2 separate regions of the Mus musculus genome follow, and region 2 is linked to region 1. The links are chromatin contacts, called in public promoter capture Hi-C maps. All regions are on one chromosome and are shown on one strand. Each heading gives the region's core, a stretch centred on a gene start, on an enhancer-like site or on the middle of the called end of the contact. The rest is flanking DNA. Distances are from core to core; before and after follow the strand shown.

What was found. Capture Hi-C pulls out chosen DNA fragments and counts their contacts.
Region 2: a promoter capture Hi-C map of adipose tissue shows a contact between it and region 1, with 2.6 times the contacts expected there. The contact joins two enhancer-like sites. A contact is called at or near these places in 2 of 39 promoter capture datasets (the HPC-7 cell line and stem cell-derived epiblast-like cells), 1 of 484 Hi-C or Micro-C datasets (adipose-derived mesenchymal stem cells), 1 of 115 datasets of contacts at active chromatin or transcription factors (extraembryonic endoderm stem cells) and 2 of 9 other capture datasets (adipose tissue and embryonic stem cells).

Annotation. Positions count from the first base shown.
Region 1 is chr10:116,269,172-116,273,507 of GRCm38.p6, reverse strand. All of the region lies in intron 13 of Ptprr (protein tyrosine phosphatase, receptor type, R), which reads right to left. Among named protein-coding and RNA genes, the nearest start is that of Ptprb, 30 kb to the left of the region's middle. Within about 2 kb of position 2,442, at least 14 of the 459 cell types and tissues checked have an H3K27ac peak or open chromatin away from gene starts, as enhancers often do. A contact at or near this core is called in adipose tissue, where this site is marked.
Region 2 is chr10:116,748,848-116,753,183 of GRCm38.p6, reverse strand. No RefSeq gene overlaps it. Among named protein-coding and RNA genes, the nearest start is that of 4930579P08Rik, 22 kb to the right of the region's middle. Within about 2 kb of position 2,048, at least 25 of the 459 cell types and tissues checked have an H3K27ac peak or open chromatin away from gene starts, as enhancers often do. A contact at or near this core is called in adipose tissue, where this site is marked.

The DNA of each region.
Region 1 (4,336 bases), core at 1,193-3,692:
TAACGATGATGCTGGTGTGAACGAGCCTACCTGGTGGCAGCTGTAATTACTGTACATTTCCTTGGAATGGATCATGCTAACTTTGTTGATAGCATTGGTATTTACTATGCTTCTTAGTGTGACTTAGCATGTACTCTGATTTCAGTGTTAAGGGTTGACTGGACAACTGTATGCCATGTAAGGCTAGCAGCCACTGCGTGCATCTCATAGCTATTGCACCTCTTGACAGTGCCATCTTCTCCTGTGCTTCCATTGGTTCCTGGTGGCTTTGAGAGAAGCAGGAAATGCTGTACATATAGCACGTCATCTAGTTGTGTGGTAGGTCATGCTATCCGGGTTTTTACATGTAGACTATATAATGTTCACATAACAATGAAGCTGTCTAATGATACATTTTTGAGACCACCTCTCCATAATTAAGCAACACATGACTCTCTCTCTCTATTCATATATATACACACATATATACATATACTCAGTCATATATATGCACATGTATGTGTATATGTATATATGTAGACATGTATATATGTAGACATGTATACACACACACACACACACACACACACATATATATCTCAATATAATGCCATGTACTCTAGGTACCCGATTATTTATTTTAGTGTTTTGAGACAGGGTCTCATATCATTTAGACCAGTATTGACTTCACACTGTGGTAGTAGATGGCCTTGAACCTTGATCCTCCTGCATCCTGGAAATGCTTTTACCTATGTACGGTTAGCAGAACAGTCGTAGAACCTCATGGATAAAAAACTGGATTCTGGAGTAGGTCAGAACACCCAGCTCAAAGACTTCTTGTGCTCATTTGAACTGTGTGATTTACACAAATTCCTTAAAAGCATTTGGTTTCATCTCCCCCACCCCCACCTTTGTTAAAGCAAGACAATGGCTATGTTACAAAGTTCTGAGCATTACTAGGTCAACGTGGAGCAGCTGGAGTGGCAGTATTAGTTTACTAGAGTCTTATCCATCCTGAAACGCATTATCTACTTGGGCTAAGCACAGTGGATGTAGGTTAACAAAACACAGCTGAGCTGCGTTCTATCTCTCTTCAGACAAGTCAAAGATCTCCTGGAAAGTGGTTTCTTTAAGGCTATCTGGGCACCAACCAGCCTTTGGGTATGCTAGGTATCTAAACACAATGGTGGGTGGGTCTTTTAGCTGGCTGGAAGCTGGGAATTGGCTCTTGCTTTTGCTCTGTTGGGGCCAGCACCATCACAGCTGTCCAGCATCCCCCCCCCCCCCGCCCTGTGGCACAGCTCAGTGGCAGGCAGCTACTCTGTGTGGAAACAGTCTATTCTTCATCCCACCTTCATATACACAATACTTAGTCACACTTTTTCTCCTAGGGTGATGGTTCTTTCAGCTTGACAAAATTGTCAGACACTACTGTAAAAGCTAACCCACTTTTCATTTTGTGGAATAAGAGCATCGTGATTGATAGTCATGATCTGAAGATCTGAATTCTTCTAATCTCTCTGTAACTGTTCAGTTGCACAACAAATCCCATTTTAGTCTGTCTTTGTCTTATCTAGGTTTTTTTTTTTTTCTTTTATTCATTTCTAGTGCTGGTTGGTACTATTCAAAATCGTTTTCAGACCACGGTAGCACTTCCAACTTAAAAGCGTGATGTGTCGCTGTCACTGTCACATGACTTCTGGCTAAGGATAACTGAAACTAGCTCTGTCTATAGGCTTCCTAAGCCTGCCACACTGCTAAAGCAGCAAGGCTACATCCTCTGAGGTAAACAGTGATTCCTCAGGCAGGTTTGACATGGTGCCAAAACCATGTATCCAGCAAGAAACAAAGAGGTAACTGGTTTCCTGAGGTAGCAAACTTCTGTGAAGAAATATTACCACAGTCTTTCCAACGGGAACTGTATGTTTGTTTTCCAAGCGTTGGCTGGTCAGAACGTGACAACAGAAATGGCAACTCAGGAGACACGCTCTTTTCCAAGTTGTGTGATGACGTCTGGGAAAGTTTTACGAAAAAAAAAACAAAACCAAAAAACAAAGCAGGTGTTCAGGAGATGGTAGTCTAGACTGCAAAGCCTGGGAGATGCAGCCACAGTCAAGATTAGGGCAGCTGCAGGGCACTGAGAGGCACCTCCCTTCCTTTGACATTCCCTCAGAGAATGGACACTCCTACGTCAAGCTGTGGGCTGTACGTGGAACCTTTGTGTGCACTGCCTCTCGTGGGCACTGCTCTGTGAACGTCTTCCTACCATTTACCTCACCTTGAGGCAAGATACCCCCTCTTTCTTGACTGTTCTGTTCAGCACTAGAATTTGTATGTCCAGTGGGTGGGCCAAAGCAATCACAGTTGAGGTCTTAGTAACGGTTCACAGGCTCAGCAGTATGTGACCAGGGCAGGAAGAATGTCACTGGGACCAAGGTCTGTTGACTGTAACAGATTCAGTTAACTAAGTCAAGGTTGCTGCAGTGGCCGGCCATTGAAGGTGGGGGAAGGTGGGAACACACAGTGCCCTGTGGTAACATTCTTGTCACTCTGAAAGCGTCAGGAAGACCCAGGGAAAGTGTTGTTATTTTCCATTTCTTTTGGAGGACAAGAACAAAAGGAGTAACGTCTGAGGAGTCCTCAAAGATCATTCACTGGAATTACTGGCAAAAACTTGTTTCTTTATAGGCCGGGCGGTCAGCCAGCTTCTGGAATGCTCACAGGCAGAGATACCTTTAGAGCAGGCTTCCGAAGACATCAAAACGAATCTCTCTCTAACATTCTCACTCTATTGGCCAACTGGAATAGCCCCAGTAGGTCTCAAGATTCTCCTTGTAGTCACACAATAGTTCTTGAAATGATGAAAACAACCATCAAAGTCCCCATAATCTTTCTTCTCTAGACTAAACATCCTGTAGTTACTCAACATCTCTGTGAAGCCTGCTTTCCCTGCCACTCACCGATAGTCTCCTACTTCTGTGTGCTATTTTATGAAATAGGACCGGCCTACAGTTATCCCCAAGGGGATCCTGCCAGCAAGCATATTTTCTCCCTTAGCTACTCATCGTAGAGCATCAGGATGAGATCTGCAGGTGCGTCAGGAGGCAAGGCCACAGTGCTGGCCTGCAGGTGCATGGTACTCAGCAAGCATTGTAGGAACAGTTAGGTTAATTAAAAGTCCGCAGGATTGTATTTGAATGTGAAAATTACAGGTTTCTTTTTTCCCCCCTCCATCCTGGATTCAAGCTATTGAAAATTTGAAATTACACACAGGAACTTACATTTGTTCCTGTTAATTTCAATTCATTAATTCTTCATCTGAACACAATGTTCTTGTGTACTGAACCACTAGTTCTAACATTCAATAGATTAGCCTTCCATAACTCACTCCCAGGACTGAGCCTTCTAGACACTCAGCAAGCATGCCTTACATCTTCCCTACATCATTTATTTAAAAAGAATGTGTATATATTTACATATACATATATATGACCAAAATAAGATGACGTCTTTACAACGAGTAATTTGATAAGATTTGTATTGTTTAATATCATCTTAAAATTGTTTCTAGCTAAGTTGTAGGGTTTTGTTTTTAAGTTCTGGCCAGTTGTTATTTTGCAAACTTGCTACAGTGAAAAAACACTCAGCACCTATATCAAATAGGCATTTAACTAGTTCTCTTACATATAAATACATATATATATGTATATATATATATGTATATATACACACACACATATATACATAATATACACACATATATTTATATATAATAGGTCAAATATATAATATTTATGTTATATAATAATATATCTATATTTACATAAATGTTATATATACATATATATTTATAATAATATGTATAATAGGTCAAATTTGACTATATATATAAATAAAATAGGTCAAATATATAATCTATCGAGTAAATAATCCAGGCCATGACATTTCTGTATTGTGTGAAAACAAATAAACCACAGGCTAAAAGGAATGCTTCCCAGGACACACTCCTTAGATGCTGGTTCCGACTGAAGAAAGCATCCAGATACTTCACGGGGAATGTTAGTATACAGGAGATTCCGTTGGCCTTTATCAGAACTTAAGACCTAGGGCTACCCTTCAGGGTTTACTCTAGGAAAAATACATTTTTCTTTTGTGCATTGGTAATATGAAACAACACACAGAACAAACCCAGGAAGCTAGCACAGTACACAGACCATGTTTGTGGAATAAGAGAACGTAGCTATGCAGTGTGGATCTGCAAGAGAGTTTCATGATAATGCCCCCTCCCCCTTTCCGCCCCAGTCCAGTTTAACAACAATTGATGTTAGGCACCTCTTCAGTCAGACAGAGCTCCATG
Region 2 (4,336 bases), core at 799-3,298, 480 kb before region 1:
AGGAGCATGCAGAAGCAGAGACATGGTACCCCATGGGAATTACTTCTGGGGACATCACTGTATTTTTGGACACTTTCCATCCCCATCGGCATAGAGTCAGAGCCCTAAAAGGATCAGGACGGACCTTCCAACATATGATGTTTATTCAAGAGTAAAACACATGAACAAATGAGGAGCCAAGGGTGGTGCACATCTTTAATCCCAGCAATGAGGACACAGAAGCAGGTGAATTTCTAAGAGCTCAACGCCAGCCTGGTCTACAAAGTCAGTTCTAGAACAGCTAGGGCTACACAGAGATAGCTTGTTTCAAAATGCAAACAACAACAACAAAAACTACAGTTGTTTCAGACATCAGTAGGACAAATGTTCCCAAGTGTTCAAACATGCTCGAACAAGAAGAAATTAATCCACACCTATACCAAAAGGCAACCGAACTGAGTCTACAAAATCTTATTGGCTCTTCAGAGCCACTTTGTCCACTGAAGGCACAGTTCTTGCATGGGCGATTTTCCCGAATATCCCTACATTGCCCATTCTGCATTCCTGGGGTCTGACATTTTTCTATCCATCCTCCCCCTTTGATTATCAAGTGGAGACAAACTCTCCAGTAGAAGAGTCTCTGCGCCTGCATCTTAGTGCTTTATTCCTTTGATATTCAAAAAAGTTTTGATCTCTGAGAGTCCAACTTACTAAGCTGATACATAATCCCCTGTAGACCTGCTATATACTGTGGAATCATTTGCAAAACGGCAAAGAGCAGCGTCATTTGGGATGGGGTCGAAAACTTACACACGTTATGGTGCCTGCTGTCCTGCTGTGGACAAGTCCGCCCTCCAAAATAGCAGTGCAGTGTACCCATTGGCTTGCCCTTGGCATGGATTGGGTCTTAGTGCTTACGTACTCACTGAAGGCCTATTGGAGCAGCCCATTTAGACTGGGATGCTTCCTGAAGAGATGCCCTGGCACAGGAGACGCCCCACTTGGACAGCATAGCTATGAGGAAGGGCTACCAGTAGCCTTTGCACCTCCCATAAAGACTTGAACCCTGGACTCCTTCCACCTTTATCGGTGGCATCCATCGGAACCCTTGGCAGTTCCTCCTCTCTACTCCAGTCTCGTCGGTAAAAGCAAAAGGAAATCAGTACTCGTGTCCACAGGCAGTGCTTGCAGGTCCTGGTATTGCTGTTCAATGCTGAGAAGTTGTAGTTTGGGTTTAGTTTCAGACCCCGGGACGAGGGTGTGAGGTGCATATCTTACATACCAAAGCGGACCTGGTCTTCAGTTCCTACCCTGCCCCCCACCCTGAGGTTGCCCATCCCCCAGAAGCTCTTTCCTATATGATCCAGACATTTTGCTCTCCCTCTCCCTCTCCCTCTCCCTCTCCCTCTCCCTCTCCCTCTCCCTCTCCCTCTCCCTCTCCCTCTCCCTCTCCCTCTCCCTCTCCCTCTCCCTCTCCCTCTCCCTCTCCCTCTCCCTCTCCCTCTCCCTCTCCCTCTCCCTCTCCCTCTCCCTCTCCCTCTCCCTCTCCCTCTCCCTCTCCCTCCTCCTCCTCCTCCTCCTTCTTCCTCCTCCTCCTCCTCCTCCTTCTTCTTTTCTCTCCCCCTCCCCTCTCTTCCCTGAGGTCAGTGACCTGCTTTAGCCCTTTGCCACTACCTGACCCCAGCTGAGGACATATAGCTGGATTAGCTTCTGTCTTTTACTTTCATTGAATGGAAATAACCAATGGTGTTGGGTCAATCTAAAACTCAAACAGTACTGCATTCTTTTATTTTGTTACATCAAATAGGTTTGGAAGCTAAGAGACGCTCTCACTTATTTTTGATTGTCAGCCTAAGTAGGAGATGACAGAGAGCATGGACCCCTCACCTCGAAGTCAAGAGGCATAGCATTCTACCACTGGCGTCCCCTTTCCTCTCTGGAGATGTCTGCTGGCAACACTCGTTCCATTTCCTACTGAAATATTTTTCGTGTTAGGTAAAGCCCTTAAAATACTATCCGCACGCTGAAAGGTGTTTGTTCCAGGAGGAGACAAGGGAGTGCCGGAGCTGTTTCCTGCTTGAAAATCCAGGAATTGTTTGCAATGCAGCCGGTCTCTCTATACCTCTTGAGCATGACCTTCCAGAACCGCATTCATAAGTCGGGAATTTCCCAGAGTGCCTTGCCAAGAATTAGTGTTGGGTTACAAGAAAACCGATATGACATGTAGTATACCTTTATCTGGAACAATAATCCTTCTCGCTTCCTGTCTCTCCCGTGCTGTTCACACCTTCTGTTGTTCGTGGGCGTTCTGTTGAGTGGCCCCCCTAGCTGGCAAAACAGCTGGACTTCTTGTAAACAGAAATAAACTATTAAAAAAAAAAAAAAAAACAAAAAACAAAAAAAACCTACCCTGAAACCAGAAACCAGATTATGTGTTTTCCTTACGAATGTATTTATTTATTTATTTATTTATTTATTTATTTATTTATTTATTTAGCTTTTCTTCAGAGGTATCGTTTCTTTATTACTCAGATTGGTTTCCAGAACTCATCGGGCAGGCCCTTCGCTGTCTATCTATCTGGTCTCTCATTGACAGGGGCTGCCCCAGGTTTACATCTTTATCTCCCTCCTCTTTAAATCTCTTTATCTTCCTCCTTTTTCTCCCGGTTGTCTGTGTGTGAGCTCAGTGGCTCCGGGATTCAGACTCAGATTCACCTGCTCTTTGGTTTCTGAGCATGAAGTCGCCACGCGATCCATCAGAAATCCCCACAAGCTGTGTGTCTCTGTGCTTGTTGGGGAGCCTTCGGGTGTCTTGCTGAAAAGCCCTTCCCATTTGTGGATAGTGAGATTCCTGCCAAGCCCAAGAGGACCACAGGGCTAAAAGGAAAGGGCTGGGTGGGGGAGGGGAGAAAGAGTCTGGGAAAAGCATCTAGTCTTCTCTTGGTGCTTCCTGAGTTTGCACTGTGATTTCATCTCTGCACCTTCAGCTGGATCCTTGAGAGACCTCGGAGAATTCCAGGCCACTCTCAGGAAGCAGATGACTCCCAGAGTGAGATCGTCCCTGGAAAATACATTATACAGAGAGGGGAGACACAGTCAACTCTCCCATGTGTCTATTCGAATGAGTTATTCTTGCCCCTGAGCACATGGGCTTCTTCATTCTTTGACTTTACTTTGTTGAAAATTCCAGTGACTGCCAGTAATCCCACAACCTAGATGCTGCTCAATTCTAGATGAAATAGGTAGTAATTGTCAGGCTCCATAATGGAATTTTCCCATTTCTATAAGGAAAAAAATAAGGAAGTGACTCAGGTTTTTATTTGAACTCCAGTTTTAAACAAGGCTCATGAGATTCACCGGTGTTTTCTATAAAGGCTTAGCTGCTGTTTCAGTTGAGGACAAGGTAGTGTCATATTTGTGTGTGTGTATAAGTGTGTGTGTGTGTGTGAGAGAGACAGACAGACAGACAGACAGACAGATGAGCTCATGCCCATACAGACACACACAGAAACACTTCAACACTTGTTCCAGGGAGGCAAGCAGAGGCGTGTGCTGTGGGTGGGAAGAGATCTGAGTAGGAGGAGGGAGGTCTTCTTGTCTCATTCCTGTGATGAAATACCCGGACAGAGGCAATTTAAGGGAGAAGGGACTTGTTTCAGCTTGTAGTCCCTGAGGGATACAGTCTGTCGTAGCACGGAAAGTGTGGCGGTAGGAGCAAGAGGCTGGCTATTCACACTGCAGCCATACTCAGGATGCAGAGAGAGACAAATGTTGGTGCTCAGAGCATTGTCTCCTTTCCACATATACAGTCTGGGATCCCAGGATAGGGAATGGTGGCGCCCACTGTGGACACATCTTTCCATCTCAACCTAATCAAGGTAAACTCAACAGGCACAGCTGGACGTCTGACCTCCAGCTGGCCTGCTAGTGTCAAGTTGACAATTTAGATTAACAAGGCATTGATGTTTTTGAAGGGCAACTTCAGACCAGACACTATGTCAGGCAGGGAGCATGAAGGCCATTGCTGTTATTTATTGGGTGTGTCACATTGGGCAAGTTATTCAACATCTCTAGGCCTGTTTGTTCATCTGTAAAATGGGGAATGTGTGTGGGACATGAGTAACACTTTTGTTACAGGCACCGTGCTAAGTGTTTGTGTGTCCATGGTAACCCTTGTAAAAGTGACTTTTATTCAGACTGGCTTCTCTCAGCTACTCATGAATTGTTCAGCTTGGAAAAGCTGCCCTTGAATTCTGTGAACTGAACTTCACTGACTGCACGAACTGAACAGAGCTCAATGGAACTTCCCAAACTCAACTGAACTCCAGTCAGAGGGATCAAAGGTGTGTGCTAAGGG